3 separate regions of the Sus scrofa genome follow, and all the other regions are linked to region 1. The links are chromatin contacts, called in public HiChIP or PLAC-seq maps. All regions are on one chromosome and are shown on one strand. The core of a region is the stretch at or near the end of the contact, and the rest is flanking DNA. Distances in the headings are between cores, read along the strand shown.

Region 1 (3,178 bases), core at 406-2,905:
CAGTTCTCCAAGTGGCTCAGCAGTAAGGAACCCGCCGCCGACTAGTGTCCACGAGAATGTGAGTTTGATCCCTGGCCTTGCTCAGTGGGTTAAAGATCTGGTGTTGCCATGACCTGTGGTGTAGGTCGCAGACTCAGCTAGGATCTGGCATTGCTGTGGCTGTGGTGTAGGCCTGCAGCTGCAGCTCGGATTTGACCCCTAGCCTGGGAACTTCCATATTCGGCAGGTGCAACCCTAAAAAAAAAAAAAAAAAATAGTAACTTTCATTATGTCTCTGAGTGGTGGAATTTTTTTAGTGACTTTGTTTCTTTTTGCGTATCTACATATTTTAAATTTTTTCCATAAAGGCTGGTTAACATTTAGAAAATTATTCAAAACCCTTAAAAAAAAAAAAAAGCTATAAATGATGCCATATCCACTGGCTCCGTCCCTGCCAGCCCCAATTCCTCAACTGAACAGTCTTTTACATGGCAATACATCAGGGTGCTCTAATCATGAAATACAGAAAATTGCCCTTATAGCTAATCTCAAGAAATGGCTCTGCTTCTTCAAGTCCATTAATATTTGAAGAATGAATGAATGAACGAATCTACTCTGCTTTCAAATGACAAGAACTAAGCAACCGACCAAGACTACTTTCACAGAGACAAATCTGAGACTCAAGCCCAAAAACAACACAGGTCTGCATTGTCCTGTAAGACACACTGGCTACTTAAATGTAAATTAATTAAATACGGAGCATCTCCATTTTCACAGAAAGATCCCACTTTACTCCCCCCACCACTTCTCTCCTGCTTTACGTGATCTCTGCACCCAATATGTGGTTATATATATATTTATATGATTTCTTACTCTTCTACGTGATTTTGCTGCCAACTGTCTTTGCAGAACAATTCAGGGTATCAGTACTTAGAAATACCTCTCTGTCTAGATTATCCTGTTGCTGGGGGCAGCTCAACCTTCGTTTTTTCAGAGTGCACGTAATTCATGTAACCCTCACAACAAATGAAATTCGTAACATTTTCCAGTTTCCAAAGAGGACAGTGCAGCCAGGAGAGATTAAGTGACCCGTGCAGGGTTTGTACCGAGGGCCAGAACCCCAGCCTGCGCGGTCCTCCGATTCCCCGCCGGGCCGAACCCTCATCCGGGCTGGAGATGCCGGGGCAGCGCCGCGAGACTTCGCCGCACCACGCGTAGCACCCACCCAAAACCATAACCACTTTACGAGTGAAATACAGATGCAATGTTTTGAACAGTCGGTCTTTGCCACTTGAGAAAGGCCTTCTCTGGGAGAGCACCTCGCGATCCCCGGCCGGCCAAGCCTCTCGATCGTCCGTTCAGGCGACGGGCCCGGGCGGGGCGAGGTGGACGGCGCCGAAAGCTCGGGCAGGACAGCGGATCGGGCACCGGGTCCCCGGCTGGCAGCGGTTTTCACGCTTCGGCCTGAGGGTTTTAGCAAAGCTCTACGCGACCCCGATCCCCCGCGCGCCCTTACCTGCCGCTGAGCACAAAGCTTGAGCTCGCCGGGCAGTCTCCGCGCTCGGCGCCACCACCGCGCAGAGAACAGGCCGGAGCGCAGCCGGGATTGGCCGCTGGGCGGGAGGACTCGGGGGAGCGCGGGGTCGGGGAGCCAGAGGGAGGGGCGAGGGGAGGGGCGAGGGGAGGGGCGGGGGAGAGGGGAGGGGGGAGGGGGAGGCGGGGCCGTGAGGGGCGGGGTCCCGCCTCAAGCCTCCTCCTGGGAGGGCGTGGCCCCAGCACCTTCTGGCGCAATGGGACTCGAAGGGCTGGCTGGGACCTTCTCCCCGCTCGGGTATCCCGCCCAGCTCGTGCCCTGTCGCTGCGCTCTGCTCCGCCGGGCGAGTGGGCCCAGGGCTCTCGTCCACAGGGGAGAGGGAGCCCTGGACCCAAGTTCGGGGCCTTCAGCAGCCTCGCAGGCCAGTCATGGTGTGCTCTGTCCTCTTAGTGGTGGGCATAGCAGCCCCTTGCTCCGCTCTACTCCTGCCCCATGGAACCCACTAGATCCTTTCTGGGTTAGGAGCCCCAGTGCCCCGGAAAACAGGCAGCGAAGGGCTCTGTGTGTGTGTGTGTGTGAAAATACACATAAAACTTCCATCTTAACCTTTTTTTTTTTTTTTTTTTGTCTTTTGTCTTTTTAGGGTGGCACCTGCAGCATGTGGAGGTTCCCAGGCTAGGGGTCAAATCGGAGCTGTAGCCGCCAGCCTACGCCACAGCAGCGCTGGGTCCGAGCCATGTCTGCAACCTACACCACCCCACAGGCAATTCCAGATCCTTAACCCACTGAGCGAGGCCAGGGATGGAACCTGCGTCCTCCTGGATGCTAGTCGGGTTCTCCTTAACCACTGAGCCATGATGGGAACTCCCATCTTAACCATTTTTAAGTGTATAGTTCAGCGGCATTAAATACGTTCACATTGTGCAAAACCCACCACTATCCATCCCCACAAGCGCTTTTATCTCGTTACCAAATATAAGTTCGTGTTCCTGGTGCACAGTGAGGTCAAACAAACGGAAAGATCAGAGTTTCCAGCAGAGGAAGGTTTATTGCAGGGCCATGCAAGGAGACTGGTGCTCCCAAACTCCCTAACTCTTTGCGGGGCTTCAGCAAAGCACTTTTTTGGGGGGAGGGGGGTGTCTTTTTTGCCATTTCTTTGGCCGCTCCTGCAGCATATGGAGGTTCCCAGGCTAGGGGTCCAATCAGACAGTAGCCTCCGGCCTACACCACAGCCACAGCAACGCGGGATCCGAACCACGTCTGCAACCTACACCAGAGCTCACGGGCAACGCCAGATCCTTAACCCACTGAGCAAGGCCACGGATCGAACCGGCAACCTCATGGTTCCTAGTCGGATTCATTAACCACTGCGCCACGACGGGAACTCCCTCAGCAAAGCACTTTTAAACGCAAGGTGAGGGAGCATGGTTAGTTTCAAACTTCTTGGTGAGGGACACTTCCTATGGCTGTCCACTGTAGGTGGCTCACCAAGTTCCTATAAACCTCCTCCAAGACTCTGTTGTTAGTCTCTGTTCCGCAACTTTTTAATCTCTATATGAATGGGTTCTTCAAGTTCAGAGCCCCCAGAATAGGCTATCCTGAATATTTCAAGCCATAGGTAACATCCTTTTTACAAAAGCTGCTGAGCCAGCATGACTAAGCACA
Region 2 (3,178 bases), core at 487-2,986, 720 kb after region 1:
AAAGAACACAGAATTTTTCTTAGCAGCACCTGCTTAAATCAATCAGTGAAATTTTACCAAAAGTTTCTCGTCTTGTAATACAGAACTCAGGGGGTGAGTAGTAAACATGAAAAAAGTCTGAGAGGCACCCAACACAAGACCGAAAAAAAAATTTACTCAGTTGTCCACATTCTACTTGGTGGGCAGTACCTAGTTACTTTGCAAGGACATCTATGCTTTCCACTGGCCCTGAGATAAATGTTGACTGGTCCTTTATTAGATTCAAACTGCGTTAGCGCCTCTGTCCTGGCAGACACTTTAAGTCACTTAGCTCTTCATGATATTTAATCTTGATCCATGTCAATTCTCCAAGGAAAAGAACTAGCTCCTCATTCTTTGTAAGATATTAATTATTTAGGTGATCCCCAACGTTTCACTCTTGTTTTTCTAAATTGTTTATAAAACCAAAGAGATTCCTTCACCCTCTCCTGGCTAAATTCTTCAGACCTAAAATACTTCTTGATCTTAGAAACTTTTAAAAGTATACAAAGATGTCTAACACTTAACAACTGGTATTCCTTTTCAGTTTATCTAAAAGTATTGCTAAGCCCAGACAAGTGGTTAAGAGCACAGGCTCTGGACGGCCTGTGTCACTTTGGTTCCCTTCTGAGCCTACATCTGTAGAAAAGTGCAGACACCTAATGGGACAGTTGTGGAGATTTATCCCAGGAAGCACATATAAATTTTGACATACTACCTGGGTATTATCACTTCCATGTTCTGGATACCTTCAAAATCGAGGAGAATGTAAATGTGGAATCAATGACATCCAAGATGCTTCCATTTAAAAGTAGTTTCTGTTGGGAGTTCCCGTCTTGGGGCTGCAGACATGAATCCGACTAATATCCATGAGGATGTGGGTTCAATCCCTGGCCTCGCTCAGTGGGTCAAAATCCAGCACTGCAGTGAGCTGTGGTGTAGGTCCCAGATGCGGCTGGGATCCAGCATTGCTGTGGCTGTGGCGCAGGCCCGAAGCGGTAGCTCCGATTTGACCCCTAGCCTGGGAACTTCCGTACGCCTGGGGCTGAGGCCCTAAAAAGCAAAACTTAGTTGCCATGGGAAACAGAGGATCAGGATTCAACTGCACAGAGCTCAAACACCGGAAGGCAAATTGCTTTAGGAAGTGGAACGAAAGGAAAGACAAGAGGATCGAAACAGCAGCTCGGCGTGGTGCCAAGCTAATGCCCTTCAGCCCCTAGGCACGAATGGGACAAGTGCAGGGCCTTTTTCCTTTTTTGCAGGGGACTGGGGAGCAAAAATTGCTGTCTCTTGCTTCTAAGTAAATGAAGGTCCAGGACAATGTCCTCTACGCTCTGCGGGAGATCAGACCGCGGGAGGAGGGCAGAGCAGGAGCGGGGTCCACAACCATGCCTGGGGTCCCCGGGCCCAAACCGCTCTCCACGGAGGTTTTCTTTACCTACCCCAAGGATGAAGGGGAAGGCCTAGCCGGTTGTGCTGAAGCTTCCGTTGCAGTTGTTCCCACCAATTCCGGAGAAGTCCCCGGGCTGCGGGCCACGGCGGAACCACCAGCACCAGCATGGCGGACGCCATGTTGCTCGCCCAAAAACCACGCCCATCGGGCCGGGGGCCCACCCCTACCTCGAGCATGCGCACAGATCAGAGTCGGCCAACGTCTCGTTTAGAACTACAATGCCCAGCATGCCTCTGGAGCGGCTCTGATTCTTCTCCAATCAGAGAGAGAGAAAGGAAGGCGCGGGGAGGGGAAATGAGAAGAAACGGGCTTCAGTGCGCATGTGTGCGGCTGTGCCTTGGATCTTCGGGTAAAGATGGCGGAGCGTGGTTACAGCTTTTCGCTGACTACATTCAGGTAGGGAAGGGGTCTCCGAGGTCCTCCATGTAGCTGAGGTTGCAGGAGCTCAGCCGACCCGGTTTTTCCCATCCTGGTCTCTGGCCTGGTGCTTTCAGAAGGCCCAGGAGGGCTTGGGGGTGGAAATGCGACTTTGCAAAGTCATTTGCGGGGCCCTCCCGCGGCCTGGGGAGCATTGGTGTCGGGGGGCTGTGGGGACGCGAGTCCGGGGATCCCGGGCGACCTTGGCGCTGCGGGAGGTGGAGGCCCTCACCGAGGTGTTTTCTTTGGCTTTGGGCACTAGAAAAGGCAGCTTTGGGTTCGCTGTCTCTGAGTGTCCCGTTCAGAACTCACAGTTTTGGTTTTTTTTACCCAAGTAGGCCTGATTTCGGGAGCTTCCGGAGCGCGGAATCTTGGTCAAATCTATGGGGTTCCTTTTCTCGGAAAGGCCAACTTTCCAGTTTGGTCCGAGTCTTAGACTGCATTTGGCATTAATGTCTTTCGAAAGCTCTTCCCGCTTTCGGTTTCCTTGGTGCTCCCACCGGAAGTTTAAGGACTGAAAATGAAAGCGGTAATCTTTCTGCCCCCTGGTTTGAGGACTCCAAACTCCTCGGCTGCATTTGCGCTTTTTGGCTGTTGTATTGGGAGGGGGATTTTTTGTTTGTTTGTAGAAAGGTTGTAGGCCTTTTTTAGAGTAAATATATAAGTATATTTTTCAAAATAAATTTGAAATGAATTGTCATCATTTCCAGTGTAAGAAAATCATCATTGAAAGATTTAATAATCGAGCGGGGGAATGGTTCAGTTTGATCATTTTCCTATAGATCAGTGATGCCTCGTTTAACATATATTCTTATTTTGACTGCTGAAAGCAGGCGAGGTCTAACTTGTTGAGTACTTTATGTGGGTGCAGCTTACTGCATCTCTTTCTGCCTCCATGTGTGGTAAATGTTATCGCAGCGCTTTACAGATGAGCTAATTACCACCGCTCAGACCAATTAAATAACTCGTCCAGTGGTCATAGATGAATAGCTGAGTTAACGTTCCAGCCGAGTTTTTTTCTGACGACAAAATTAATACTTTACATTATTGTATGATGTCTTCTTAAAATACTGAAACACCTTCTTTTTAATAAAAGATCTTATCATATACAGAGATAGAAAACAGTATTTGCCAAGTAGTCACTGTTCATATTCATGAGCAGAACAAACCTGGACTTTTATCTGTAACGAAGAGTGATCCTAGGGGAGCTGAAACATAAAACAGCCGTTCGTTATCAGGGGCTGAATCTTTCTATGATAAGTTTCTTTATTAAAATACACTCTTGTTCTT
Region 3 (3,178 bases), core at 440-2,939, 620 kb before region 1:
CTGGTAATGAAAATGCTACTACCTCCAATCTGTTAACATAGCTTTATGGATTGGATGAGCAGTCACTTCTTGGTTTCCAGGTCCCTTACCTAGTAGTGGGGTAAAAAATAAAGATTGATTTCTAGTACAACTGCTTCCTTTCCTGCATATATAAAACATTCTGGCTAAAAAAGCTTAAATACCAGAGAAAGCATTTATAAGCCCTTTCATAAAGACAAAGTATTTTACTGACTATTCCAGAGATGTGTGACTAAACCACCTATTGAGATCCCTGAATATTTTTAGGACGACCTTCTAAGTGTGAGTGAAGTAAATGGTCTCAAGTGCCGACGTTCCTCAAACCCTTGTGCTGCCCTGACTTTAAGACCCCTCCTGATGTTCAAGTCGCTACCGGCAGTTCCACCTCCATTCTCACCAGAACCCACGCCAGAGCTCCTATCGCATTTCCCTTAGCGCTCTGGCTCACCTGAGACAAGCCACAAAGCCTCAGGCTCGGGCCGAGTTTCCACGTGGCCTCTGGTCAACTATCAGCTGACCGGATAAAGCGGGGTGTGCTCGATTGGACGTATTTCTCCACGGAGTATTTATCTCAGGGCAAGTTTCCACGTGGGCCCTATCAATTCTTAGCCTTGACTACAGTAAGAGGGAGGGACAGATTGACTAGGACGCAACGTTTTCTCCAGGAAGAGTTTAGGGGTTGACAAGATAGGAAACCCCCTGCATGGGGTGGCGGTGGGGGATACATCTGTTCTCGGAGTAAGATCCTCATCATTGGCGGCTTTTTGAAAAGTGGTCCCAGGGATGGAATCTCTGACGGCTCCACCCCAAGGCCTACCACGTTAACTCCAACAGAACAGCATTTACCGACTCGTGAGCACATCGACTTGGCTGCCATCCCGTGACTACACACGAGAACTCCCAGCATCGGGGAGGCCTACCGAGCAGCCAGTCTCGACTAGCCCTGCGTGGGGACAGCCGGGAGTGGCCGGGCGCCTCCCACCCACCGTCACCGCAGCGGAAGGCGGGCCCCGGCGCCAGCGGAGGGAAGGCGGCCTGCACATTTCCGTTCGGGGTGGGGGCGGGGAGGGCGCGTGGGCCCTTCTCCGACACCCACCTCGCGATCTTACGACAGCGGGGAAGCCCTCCACTCGGCTGACCCCGCCAGCCCTAATGAGCAGCCGCTCCTCCGGGGTCACGGGAGGGCGGGCCGCCACCACCGGCCCCGGCGCGGGAACGGCAGCCTTCTGTTGCGGCTGCCGCGTCGGCGCGAGGCGACCGGCCTCCGAGCCCTCGAGGGCCGCCCCAGGAGGGTCGCAGCTGCCTGGGGCCGGGACCCGCCTTCCGTTTGGGGCGTTGCTGACCCTCGGGGGCCCGCGGACCCGCGCGGCGGCCAACTGCTCGCGGCCCGAGCACGTGCGCGGCCGGAAGGGCGCGGCCGCCCCTCCCCCGCCCGCCCCGCCTTTGTCTGCCCGCCGCCCCCGGCCTCCCAAAATGGCCCCTCGTCAGGAAATGGCGACGCGCCGCCCGCGTTCCTCAAGCGGGGTGCCAGCACCCGGACCCCCGGTCGCCCCCCACCCCCCGCCGGGGCCCACCAGGCGCACTGCCGCCCGCCCCAACCTCGAAGGAGACGCGGCCCAAGGGCTCGCCATCGACGGCGATGTCGAAGAAGACGGTGGGGTTAACCATGGCTGAGCAGCACTGAGAGATCCGGGGCGGCGGCGTCTGCAAGGCAGCACGAGCCCCGCCGCCGGCTCTTTTATAGCCGGTCTGGGCCCCGCCCACGGCCGGTCGCGTGCCTTGTCGCTGGCCAATCGTGACCCAGGTCTAGTCGGAGTGATGGCGCGGCTGGCCTATGGGTGAAGATGGCGCCGGAGAGGCGGGACGGGAGACGCGCGTGCGCGCTGGAGGATGCAGGCAGGTTCCCGCCCGCGGGCTCCTTCTCCGCGCTGCGGCGTGGGGTCTGGTGCCAGCGACCGGAATGGACACCCGGACAGGGCGTGGTGAGCGCCATGGAGAGTCGGTGGGCACCTGAGGGGGGCGCATACCCCCGGCCCGGCGGACAAGACCTCACCCCATTGCTCAGAGGGGGTAACTGAGGCGAACGCAGGCCTCAAGGTCGCGCTATCGGCCAAGGTCGCTCGGGGTCCAGGGCCCGCGCCTCTCTGGGAGGCCAGGTGGCTTTGGGCATCGGGCATCACCTTTTTCTTACTGCAGTTGAGGATGAGGGGCAGCCGTCGCCCCCCCCCCCAGTCTAAGAGATTATGAAATGCTTCCAAAATGCCCTACTTTCCGAAAATACCCTGCACACTCTGAATTTTCTCCAGGAGGAAGACGTTAAAGCACGAGCCTGGCGGACTCTTAACCTATAAAGACATGCTGCACACTTTTGCCGTCTTTTTAAAACTTTTAAAATCTCTGCCCCACACCCTCTTTCAAAAGCAGAATTTTGCTCTGCCTTCTGGGTGAAAGACAAAGCAACCATTTAAAAGTGAATTCCCTTAGGCTAATAAATTAATGATAGTTTTATTGCTAGTACTAAGTGCCCTTATGTGACCCTAGTCATTTGTTCAGAAAACCTTGAAAAGAAAATTTATGTATCCTCTGACACTTGGTCGAAGTATTCAGAATGTTATTTAGTATCTGTAAAACTCAGGTTCTTCGGGGGATGGAAATCCTGTGAAATTGGATTGTTATGATCGTTACACAACTACAGATGTGATAAATTCATTTCAGTAATAAAAAAAACAAAAAACCTCAGGTTCTTCATCTGCAAAACCAGGATAGGGTTGTGAGAAGCAAATCAGAGGTTGGTGGGTTTGTTTTTGTTTTTTAGGTTTTTTTTTTTTTTTTTGCTTTTTAGGGCTGCTCCCGCAGCATGTGGAGGTTCCCAGGCTAGGGATCTAATCCGAGCTACAGCTGCTGGCTTTCACCACAGCCACAGCAACGCCAGATCGGAGCCATGTCTGCAACCTACACCACAGCTCACAGCTCATGGCAATGCCAGCTCCTTAACCCACTGAGCAAGGGCAGGGATCGAACCCGCAACCTCATGGTTTTTAGTCAGATTCGTTTCCATTGAGCCACAATGGGAGCTCCCGCCATCATTCTTAATATTGGCATCGTGAGCCCATATGTGTTTAGGATTTAGAGCGTGTGATTTTGTTCTTGCAACCCCTCC

What was found. HiChIP or PLAC-seq counts read pairs in DNA pulled down with a chosen protein or histone mark.
Region 2: a contact with region 1 is called in an H3K27ac HiChIP or PLAC-seq map of alveolar macrophages. The contact joins the promoter of PSMA2 here to the promoter of BLVRA in region 1. A contact is called at or near these places in 2 of 5 promoter capture datasets (fetal liver and liver), 1 of 47 Hi-C or Micro-C datasets (liver) and 1 of 2 datasets of contacts at active chromatin or transcription factors (alveolar macrophages).
Region 3: an H3K27ac HiChIP or PLAC-seq map of alveolar macrophages shows a contact between it and region 1. The contact joins the promoter of PPIA here to the promoter of BLVRA in region 1. A contact is called at or near these places in 2 of 5 promoter capture datasets (fetal liver and liver) and 1 of 2 datasets of contacts at active chromatin or transcription factors (alveolar macrophages).

The regions. Positions count from the first base shown.
Region 1 is chr18:51,183,838-51,187,015 of Sscrofa11.1, forward strand. It overlaps BLVRA (biliverdin reductase A), which reads right to left and starts at 1,656. Exons shown (of 8, transcript XM_003134889.4): 1 at 1,496-1,656.
Region 2 is chr18:51,907,663-51,910,840 of Sscrofa11.1, forward strand. It overlaps PSMA2 (proteasome subunit alpha type-2), which reads left to right and starts at 1,737. Exons shown (of 8, transcript XM_003360207.5): 1 at 1,737-1,867. The coding sequence starts at 1,827. MRPL32 (39S ribosomal protein L32, mitochondrial) reads right to left here and starts at 1,629. Exons shown (of 3, transcript XM_021079164.1): 1 at 1,461-1,629. The coding sequence starts at 1,590.
Region 3 is chr18:50,565,128-50,568,305 of Sscrofa11.1, forward strand. PPIA (peptidylprolyl isomerase A) reads right to left here and starts at 1,690. Exons shown (of 5, transcript NM_214353.1): 1 at 1,618-1,690. The coding sequence starts at 1,686.